2 separate regions of the Mus musculus genome follow, and region 1 is linked to region 2. Evidence: chromatin contacts called from public HiChIP or PLAC-seq data. All regions are on one chromosome and are shown on one strand. Each heading gives the region's core, a stretch centred on a gene start, on an enhancer-like site or on the middle of the called end of the contact. The rest is flanking DNA. Distances are from core to core; before and after follow the strand shown.

Region 1 (4,786 bases), core at 573-3,072, 110 kb before region 2:
CTGGAACCTTGGCATTCTCATAGTCTGTATACTCAAACCTTGTCCCTGCCTTAGTATGGTATATGCGCTCTTTCAGTATTGTTTTATTATAAGTGACTTTAAAGATTAAATTTTGACATAGGTAAGCCTCCACCAATGTTCCAACTTCCTAGAAAATCCTTGTAGCTGATGAGCTTGGAATTCAGTAGGAATTCAGGGAGAATGTTACCTATTCAGTAACATTCAAGTTTACTTCTAGTAGAGACAGTGAAACTAATTAGGCATTACAAAGAACAGAGCTAGAATAGCTCAGGGCTATCTGCAGAGTGATTAATTAGGACAATAGCAGAGTCCCATCCAAAGAAGGGAATACACAATGGCCTAGTGAATAGGTGGATTAGCCATGAAAGAGTTAGTGAATCCCCCTGGGACAGGTTTCTTCACTAGGCCCAAAGAAACTGTATAATAAGATATTTACTAAGAACCCCTGGTGGTGTTTAACAATAGACTAGCATTACACCTGGCTCCATTCTAAGTGGTAAAAGAGGCCTGGTTCCCACCATCTTTTGATGTATGCATTTCTTTTGTTTTGTGTCTCTGTAACTTGGTGGATGTGTCCTGCCTAGCTTTTCTTGTTTTTTTCTTCTGTATAAAAAAGTCCACTTTTCCTTTGGACATTACACTCAGATTTAACACACCCTCTAATGTCGCATCTGTTTGTCACCCCTATTCCCACTGCCTCTATGCCCATCTGTCTGAGACTCTGATTCACACGGATTGAGAAGGGCCAAGTCCATGGCAAGGTTTCCCAATTGTGTTGAGTATAGGCTTTTGTAGTAGGATCTGATGATTTTTTTTATTTCCTCATATTTTCTTGTTATATCTCTCTTTTCATTTCTGATTTTGTTAATTAGCAAACTGTCCCCGTGCCCTCTAATTAGTCTAGCTAAGGGTTTATCTATCTTGTTGATTTTCTCAATTAATTTTTTTAAATTATTCACTTTACACCCTCACTGTCCACCTCCCAGCTACTCCCTCCCCCAACCATTCTGCATCTGCCTGTACCTTCTCTGAGTGGGTGAGACCCCTGGGTATCTCTTCCAGCCCACCCTGGCACTTCAAGACTGTACAAGTCTAGGCATGTCTCCCACTGAGGCCACACAATGCAGCCTAGCTAGTAGAACATATCTCACATATAGGCAACAGATTTGGGGATAGCTCCCATTCCAGTTGCTTAGGACCCATATGAAGGCCAAAGCCATCATTTTAATTTTTGAGATGAAGTTACTATTTTGTGGAGGTTAGTAAGCATAGTACTATATCAAATAAAGAATGTAGTGAATATTTAAAGCATACTCTACTGACAGGTAAACGAAATCGAAGTCATCAATGCATCCCTCTGGCCTCACATGTGCCGCTTGGTATTTTCCATGATTCCTCAAATTTGTTTGTACAGGGTTTGTGATAAAAAAAAATACTGGTTGCTTAACATATTAATTTCAAGGTCTCATCCAGTATCTTAATACAAGGTGAGATAAATATGACGAGTCTTTGATGGAAGGAATCCCCACTGCACTCATGGAAAGTTGCTAGTAAGCTCCATTCATCATTATTTCTGATGTGAGTTCAAGGTTTTTTGTTTGTTTGTTTGTTTGTTTGTTTTAATTACATGTGCCAAAGAATCAAAATACATTCACGTTTCCCCCAGAGGTACATGAGGGCAGTTTCTACTTTATTCAGAAGGAACCTTTTTACACGTTTTGTTTCCATATGACTGTGTGTGCAGACAGTGAGAGTGAAAGGTGTCTGGCTCTTATGACTGGCTCTAGAGTTTGCAGTAAAACATGTGGTTCCTTGCTTAGAAACCTAGAGCTCCTGAGCTGGAAAGAACCTTTGACATCAGTCCCTCAACTTTACAGAAGAGAAAAGCAGAACCTAGAAAACGAAAGCACCTTTTTCAGGGCAGCAGACCCAGCCTGTGGCTGAGGCAGGACTGGAATGTTCATTTGCTTTGTTCTGCTGTTCATTATCCTCCACCATACAGTCCCCGTTTACATACTCACCCTCCAGTAATTTGTTTGACCTGTTAGCTTGTAGTAAGCTCTGTACAGTCCTTCATTGTGTGTACTCAAGGGAGATGCTCTTCTTCCTTTGATGCCTGGTGCCCACTCTACGAAGACAGTTGGGAAGCAAGAGTGTCCTGACCTTAGAATCAACACGTGTTGTGTTTTCTTCTAATTAATTAGATTCTAGCTCTGCAACTCTATTGTGAGTTCTATAACTGGACAGACTTCCTCTTCAGAACTGGTTGCTGCAAACTGAGGGCACACAAGTGGCTTTTATTTTATGGGGCTGCTTTGATGAGTTATTCTATTATCCTTAGCTCTGGTTCTATTTGACACTTTTGGTTTGACTTTTGCTAAAACCACTTATTTTTATGTTATATTGCTTTAAGTAATCTTAAAATACAAATCCTTCTTAACAGAAAAGAAATAGATACATGCATATGGAATTGACTTTTGTAGGTCACTTCATCATCACAGTTCTTTTGATATTAAAGTTTATTTGGATTATGTCTCAAAGTCTTCTCTTGTGCAACTCGATTAGTTTAACATCTTCAGGCTTGGGCTACTCTCTTCTGATGGATTTATAGCATGAACATGACATGATGAAATTAAGTTATTTGTAACTTGTTTATATAATTTGATTTGCCTGAACTATGTCTGAACCTGAATTTAAAACCACAAAAGATAAATAGTGGAATTTGTATAGGAAGTATCCCATACAAATATGAAAATATATTAATCTTCACTTCATTTTTAAAATTCTTCTCTCCAGATAAAATATTTACTTTATTGTGAATTTCCTAGATACTGAGCCATCATTCATGTAGTAGACAAATTCCCTAGAATGTAGACTTTAGCTCTGCAGGATGTTTTTACTCTGGTATTTCATATTTATTACATTGAGAAATCATTACCAATATGTAGTCTTTTATAGATTAACTAAAACTTTATTTATAATTCTAGCTTGTGTTCGCAGTCTGCTCAGGGTCTATAATGCTCAAGCTTGGTTTGAAAGTTAATTTACTTTAGAAAGTAAGGTCAGCTACTGATGAACTGAAAAACAAGATGTCTCATTAGTCATTCCATCAGATTTTCTAGCTAGTCAGCCATGTGAGCCCTTCTCTGACTGTTATGTCTGTAGAACTTACTAGTGTATATTCCAAGGACTAGGAAACAATAGACATGTTGTAAAGATTCTGTGATTAAACAGACAAAACAAAAACCAACTCCAAACAACCTCAAGAAAATAAGTTCCTGGGTAGTAAACCTTATTTATAAAAATCGCCAACTAGAAGAACATTGACTGCATATGTATAGTTCTCATTAAGTAAACAAGACAGGCATCAGGGCATAGCAAGTTGCTTTGCTTATCTCTGAAGAGATCAATACTCAGTATATTATTTTTGTTATTTCAAAAAGTAGATAAATTAGATATAGAGCTATATTATCCAATGATATAGATACTACTTACATGTGGTCACATGATTACTTAAAGTTGACCAGCAAACCTGAGGTATATTTTAAATATTACTTAAGGGCTGACTCTTCCCATATAAAAACACAATTCCAGGTATATTTTGACATAGCACTACTTAGTATATTTAAGTTAGACAGGACTATCATTCTCTAAGTCAAACTGTTGCGTTCTTCAGGTTCAGCTGGGTATGCCTGCAAAGGATTGCCATAGCTGTGTTTGTTTGCTATAGATGTTCCTTCACACAGGAAGTGCTGAGAGGCCGTGGACCCTCATGTGAGTATCCAGTCATCCCTCCCAGTCAGCTGTATACACATCTGCCACAACTGCATATGGCATCCTGAGAAACAAGAATGTATAGGCTGGAAAGAACTAGGGAGGAGGCACCACCCATATAACCATGGGGAGTTATTATCCTTGCTGGGTAAAAACATTCTAGTGTGACTGCTTTAAAGCCACCCCACGTTCCAGTACGGATGCTTTAAGGCCACCCCACTTTCCAGTGGCTGCTTTAAGGCCAGCTACACTGCAAGCTGTAAACTCTTATCCATCACCACAGAACAAAGATTAGCCAAACCATTGGTTCCCTAGCATGAACTTCAGTGGTATCACTGGGACCTTAGAAGGAATGGTAGTCATTATTTCCATCTCTAGAAAAGAAATTTTAGGAACATATTGCAATAAAGTGGTGCTAATAAAATATTCCAATCAAAAAGTTGACACCCATGGATCCTTAATGACCGTTATCAGCCCTTTTCTTGAATTTTTATTTCTCTTTCTGGTTGCTTTCAGTGGAAGTTTCCACAGTGATAAAACGTCAGCAGAAACAACAAACCAATTTTCACCCATGTAATCTAGTTCTCCAGTAGCTTTCCTCTGATGGGTAAGCAGTACTAGACATGGGATGCTTTAATGGAGACACTGAACTGTGAGTTCAATTGAAATCTATTTTCAGTAACTTTAGTGCAGACAGCAGCAATCATGGCAGATATGCTAGGCTGCAAACCTCAAAGGCTGATATTGACATGCTCTTCCTGACCAGATGTTTCTCTCTTCTTGTAAGCAGAGAGGGAGAGAGACAGAGAGAGAGAGAGAGAGAGAGAGAGAGAGAGAGAGAGAGAGAGAGAGGAGAAGAGGAAGCCCCAAGTGAGTACTCTTTTGAGTGAATGAGTCCTGTTGACATAGGCACTGCCATGGCAAGGACGTCAGAGTCACAGACATGAAAGAATCACAAAAGCATCCTCCACCCAATGAGGCTCAGAAGGAA
Region 2 (4,597 bases), core at 1,536-4,035:
GAAATCTACCAATCACAGGGCATACACATTCTTCTATAGCTAAGGCTAAATGCTCTTTCATTTTATTTCCACTGTAAATTTTACTAGTCTACTCAGTGTAACTCATCTATCCTTTCTCCCCTAACTTACATGGCACTCAACCCCAAACTGTTGGATCACCTGGAAGACCTTATTAAAGGACTCAGTAAAGACATTCTGTGCAAGTCCCCCCATTTCAGAAAAAAAAAAAATCATACTTAGGCTAATAATATTGGTGCTTAGACTGGCTTTGAACTTGTAGACTCCTTCCTGACTCAGCACACTATGTGCCGGGATTGCAGGTGGGAACCATGAAGCCCTATAGAAGCTATGGGGGACTTTACAAAGCAAAGCCCCTCAAGAACTGCTCTCGTTGTTAGCAAGTCCACCACAGCCCTGATCTCATTTCTGCTTGGGCACTTTCTCTGCTTTTCTATAAGTATCTATTGTTACTTATCACCTTTGTCTTTTTTTTTCCTCACAAAGTCAATGACCTCTTCATCTTTTGTAAAGAAGTAGAACAACCCCACTCATCACTCCCATTAAATCAACACTACATTATTATTAATTAGTAATTAACAATGGGGCCTCGCAAAATAGTTCACACTAGTCAGTGAATCTTTGTTCTCTTTTCTCGGCCTTCCTTGTTGAAATAACGGGGCCATTTTTCACCTTCCACTCCACCGGTGGACCCAGCTCTCGGGGTGGGGGGTGGGGGGTGGGGAGTGGGGGTGGGGCTCTTGAGCTTTCCAGGTTTTAGTCCTGGCAGTTCTTTTGCAGTACCCACAGGGCATCACCACACTCTCTTTTTTGTCCAATAGCAAACAGCTTCTCGATCACAGTTCCAGTTTCTACCTCACAGGTTGCCCCATTTACCATCTTTCCTTAGATGTCCTAAATCTATTTCAAACCTAAGAAGCATGAGGCCAGCTTTATAATTTCTTTCTGGTGATTCATGCCATTGTTACCCAGCTGGAAACATAGTTGAGAAAACTATCAATTTTAACTCTTAAATTTGTTTCTAATATTAGCACACAAAGCGATGGGCTTAATGAAATGTATGAATTACCATGCTCCCATTCTGCTGGACGCCCCCCCCCCATTCCTTCCCCCACTCCTGCTGCTCTGCTTGCTCCCACAGGATCCCCTCTTCTCCTTCTGTGTCATGTGTATTCTCCTGCCCTTTCTCTTCTCACCTCCAACCCAAGAGCTCCTTTTTCCACTCTCATGATCGCTTTCCTAGTTTCAACATGTGTAAAAATCAAAATCTAGAGCATACATCTAGAGAAAACATGGTATTTGCCTTCTGTGTCTGCCATGCTTAACACGGCAGCCTCCAGTTCCACTTGTTTACCTGCAAATGCCATGATTTCAGTTTTATTCAGAGTCCCATAAAATGCCATTGTGTAGACGCACTACATTTTATTTATCCATCCATAGGTTGATGTGAATCTAGTCTGGGTCCACTTCTCACTTGTTTTGAATGAAGGGCTATCAGGTATGTGCGCAGGAGAATAGCAGGTCATCTTGTGGATCTGTTTTTAATTTGTTGAGAAACTCTATACAGAGTTCCACAGTGGCTGGACCAGTTTACAACCACCCACAGTGATGCGGGTTCTTCTTCCTCCACAGCCTGGGCACCATTTGTTGTTCTTAGTTTTCTCGCTATCCTTTTCCTTGCTGTTGTGTATCCTCTCTTCTGATCTCTTTCTCAAATCTATAAAACACATCAGACTTCATCTCTATCTCTTCATGTCCAGCATCACCTACCTGACTCCCAAAATTCACTTCTCTGCCTCTATTCTTTGGTGGTTAACAGCGACCTTCCCTCTTCCTTTATCATCTCTGCTGTCTCTTTTCTCTCATCCCCATGGCTGTGCCATTGGTCTTGCAGCTGGTCGATTTCATCAATTTCCCAGCGATTCTCTCTTCCATCTGTTTTGTTCCTGAGTAACAGAATTTCCACCTTTTCCCACAGTGACTTTCCCAAGAAAGATGGAACATCATCTTCCAAATTACGCCTTTAAAAGCTCTCTGTTGTCTGCAGAATGAGACCCAATTTCTTCATTAAATCTTTATGATTTGTTCCTAGATTATCTTTTTTTTTTTTTTTCTTTTTCCTCCCATCAGCTCTACCGTACTACTAACAGAAACTCAGGTCTCTGGTCATAGTCTCAGTACCTACCCTCCAATTTCTCATGCTCTCAGCACTCCTGTGCTTCTTTCCTTCTCATCTTCCTGAAGTCTGATGGAGGAAACGATGTTTTATTGTCTTCTGTAGACATAAAATAAATGTGGGAGGGAAAAGGATTATAAAACTCGTAGCCTTCAAGACAACTAACTTTGCAGGGCATTTTTGAAGTTTTCCCCTTAGAATGCTCTCCAGTCGCAGTTATTTATCTACCAGCTCAATGTAAAATCTTTGTCAAAAATTAGATGACTCAACTCTAGGATGAGCTAAGCTCTTTGCCTGGTAAATCTTGATGTCTGGGTTACAAGGAATTTGCCTAGGCATAATGTGGCCTCACACCCCTTTTGAGGCTGGAAAACAGGTACTGGGCGAACACCACCCCACCCCCAGAACCTCGGACTGCAAGAAGTGTTGGGAGTCACTACGTCCTGCGTCATCACGTGCTGCGAAGAGGGTGGGGCCCTCCTGGGAACCGTGAGGGGCGGGGCCGAGCAGGTGGGGCGGGGCTGGAGCCCGGGGCGGAGCTGCGCGGGGTCGCGGCTGCGGAGGAGCGGGCTCGCGGCGGGCGGCAGCGTGTGTGTGCGCTCCCTTTGACGCTCGGTGCCCCACGCGTGTCCCGGAGAGGCTCAGCCCGGAGCGACCCGGAGGACGAACTGGTGGACGGACTCGGGGGTGGCTGCCAGGCAGGGTTGTGAGCGACGCCGCGGCACAGCGCGGGAGCCGGGAAGCCCTAGAGCACTGCGGCCCCTCCTGACCCTCGGGACCGGGCGCGGCTAGCGTGCGGGTTTCTCCTCCGCGGCCAGCTCGGGCAGCCCGAGTCTCCTCTGTCGCCCGCACCTGCGCGTCGCGGTCGTCCCGCCCTCGGCGGCGGCTCACCTGGGCGCAGCGCGGGCAGGGCGCCGCCTCCGGGACGCAGGTGGAGCGGGCAGGGCGCGGGCACCATGAGCAGCGGCGCCAACATCACCTATGCCAGCCGCAAGCGGCGCAAGCCGGTGCAGAAAACGTGAGTGACGGCGGGCAGGCGCGCTCCGAGGGTGCGGGAGGTCCCCACGCGTGCCGCCATCCAGGAGCTGAGTCTCAACCAATGCGTTAAAAAAAAAAAAATCCTGCTTTCAGGCACCTGCACCTTTACTGCTCAGCGACCTTCCCTGGCTGGTTCGTTGACAGCTCTGACCTACCTAGTGCCGCTCTAGCTTAGTTAGTTAAGCTTGCCTGGAAATCCTCCACTCTAGATCTCCGCTGCCGTGAGCTTTAGGGGACACGGAGGATAAGTAGACAGCTCACTGAGGTGAGATGTTGGGCAGAGCTAAACACGTGTTGTCTTGAAGGAGGGGACCTGTGCCTTTGAAGGAATGTCTTTCTGTTCTTAGCGCCTAGCTTTCTGTTTTGCTCTCTCATTTACTTCCTAGGCAGCAGTTCTGCAGGGCTCGGTGTAGGCGCAGAATTGATAGCAGGTTGGAGTGTGCAGTGGACAGGTGCCCTGGCAGCTTGGTGGCATTCTTAGCCACTCTTTGGTGCAGTTTTCTTCCTCCTTTTGGAGTGCTTTTGGGTCTGTAAAATTTTAAATCATTAAGAAGAGGAAAAAGAACTAGACTGACTTCTAAGTTATTTCTACTCTCTACCTGTAGTTCATTTCCCCTTGCTTTTTTTTTTTTTTTTTTTTTTTTTTTTTTTTTTTTTTTGCCAATTCTGACAGAGATTACAGGCTTTGGTCTTTATTTCCATGGGCTATTTGTATGAGATGGGAGATTTTTTTTCCCCCCTCAGAAAAGAGATTCATGATTGAGACAGGGTTCCATTTAGGAGTTGTCTGTATTGATGCATTCATTCATAATTACCTTGGAGTTTCCACATCTCACCATTTGTTATTTTTTTAAAAAAATAAATTATTTTAGGAACACTTTCAGGCAATCAGTAGTGTGTGTTTTGCTTGAAACATGACAGCTATCACCAAGTGAACCAAAAAAAGAAAACAAAAACAACAAAAAAACCAACTTAAGATTTATACACTGTTTACAAATAGTTACTAGCTTAGAAGTTGGGTTATTTGTGGATTTTAATTCCCCTTAAGAATTTCAACTGTCCTAGTTCCTCAAATCTTGACTTACAAATTAATATTGAGAGGAGATGTCCATGTGTAAATAGTTTGATCAGAATTTGGAAGTTTTATGGTTGGTACACTTTAAAGGACGCAAATGTCGTTGACTCAGCAGTTTTCTACCCCGGCAGTTCTTTGGACCCTGGCTTTCAGTGCTTTAGTATTTTGTAGGACGGTTTCTTTTTGTTAAAACATGTTTGCTCAATTTGACTTTGTTCCTGGCAGTTACAGTTTCCGAGGCTTTCAAGTGCTTGTTCCCTGTTTTCATTAATAGTAATACTAACTCAGTA

Evidence for each region. HiChIP or PLAC-seq counts read pairs in DNA pulled down with a chosen protein or histone mark.
Region 1: an H3K27ac HiChIP or PLAC-seq map of stem cell-derived epiblast-like cells shows a contact between it and region 2, with 2.9 times the contacts expected there. The contact joins the enhancer-like site here to the promoter of Ahr in region 2. A contact is called at or near these places in 7 of 39 promoter capture datasets (the 3T3-L1 cell line, cranial neural crest, embryonic stem cells and 3 more), 1 of 15 datasets of contacts at CTCF or cohesin (CD8 T cells), 13 of 484 Hi-C or Micro-C datasets (B cells, cortical neurons, embryonic fibroblasts and 4 more), 11 of 115 datasets of contacts at active chromatin or transcription factors (CD8 T cells, Th2 cells, embryonic stem cells and 2 more) and 3 of 9 other capture datasets (adipose tissue, liver and pancreatic islet).

Annotation. Positions count from the first base shown.
Region 1 is chr12:35,638,242-35,643,027 of GRCm38.p6, reverse strand. No RefSeq gene overlaps it. Among named protein-coding and RNA genes, the nearest start is that of 9130015A21Rik, 54 kb to the left of the region's middle. Within about 2 kb of position 1,822, at least 49 of the 459 cell types and tissues checked have an H3K27ac peak or open chromatin away from gene starts, as enhancers often do. A contact at or near this core is called in B cells, CD8 T cells, embryonic stem cells and 4 more, where this site is marked.
Region 2 is chr12:35,533,177-35,537,773 of GRCm38.p6, reverse strand. Ahr (aryl-hydrocarbon receptor) reads left to right here and starts at 2,785. Exons shown (of 11, transcript NM_013464.4): 1 at 2,785-3,212. The coding sequence starts at 3,151.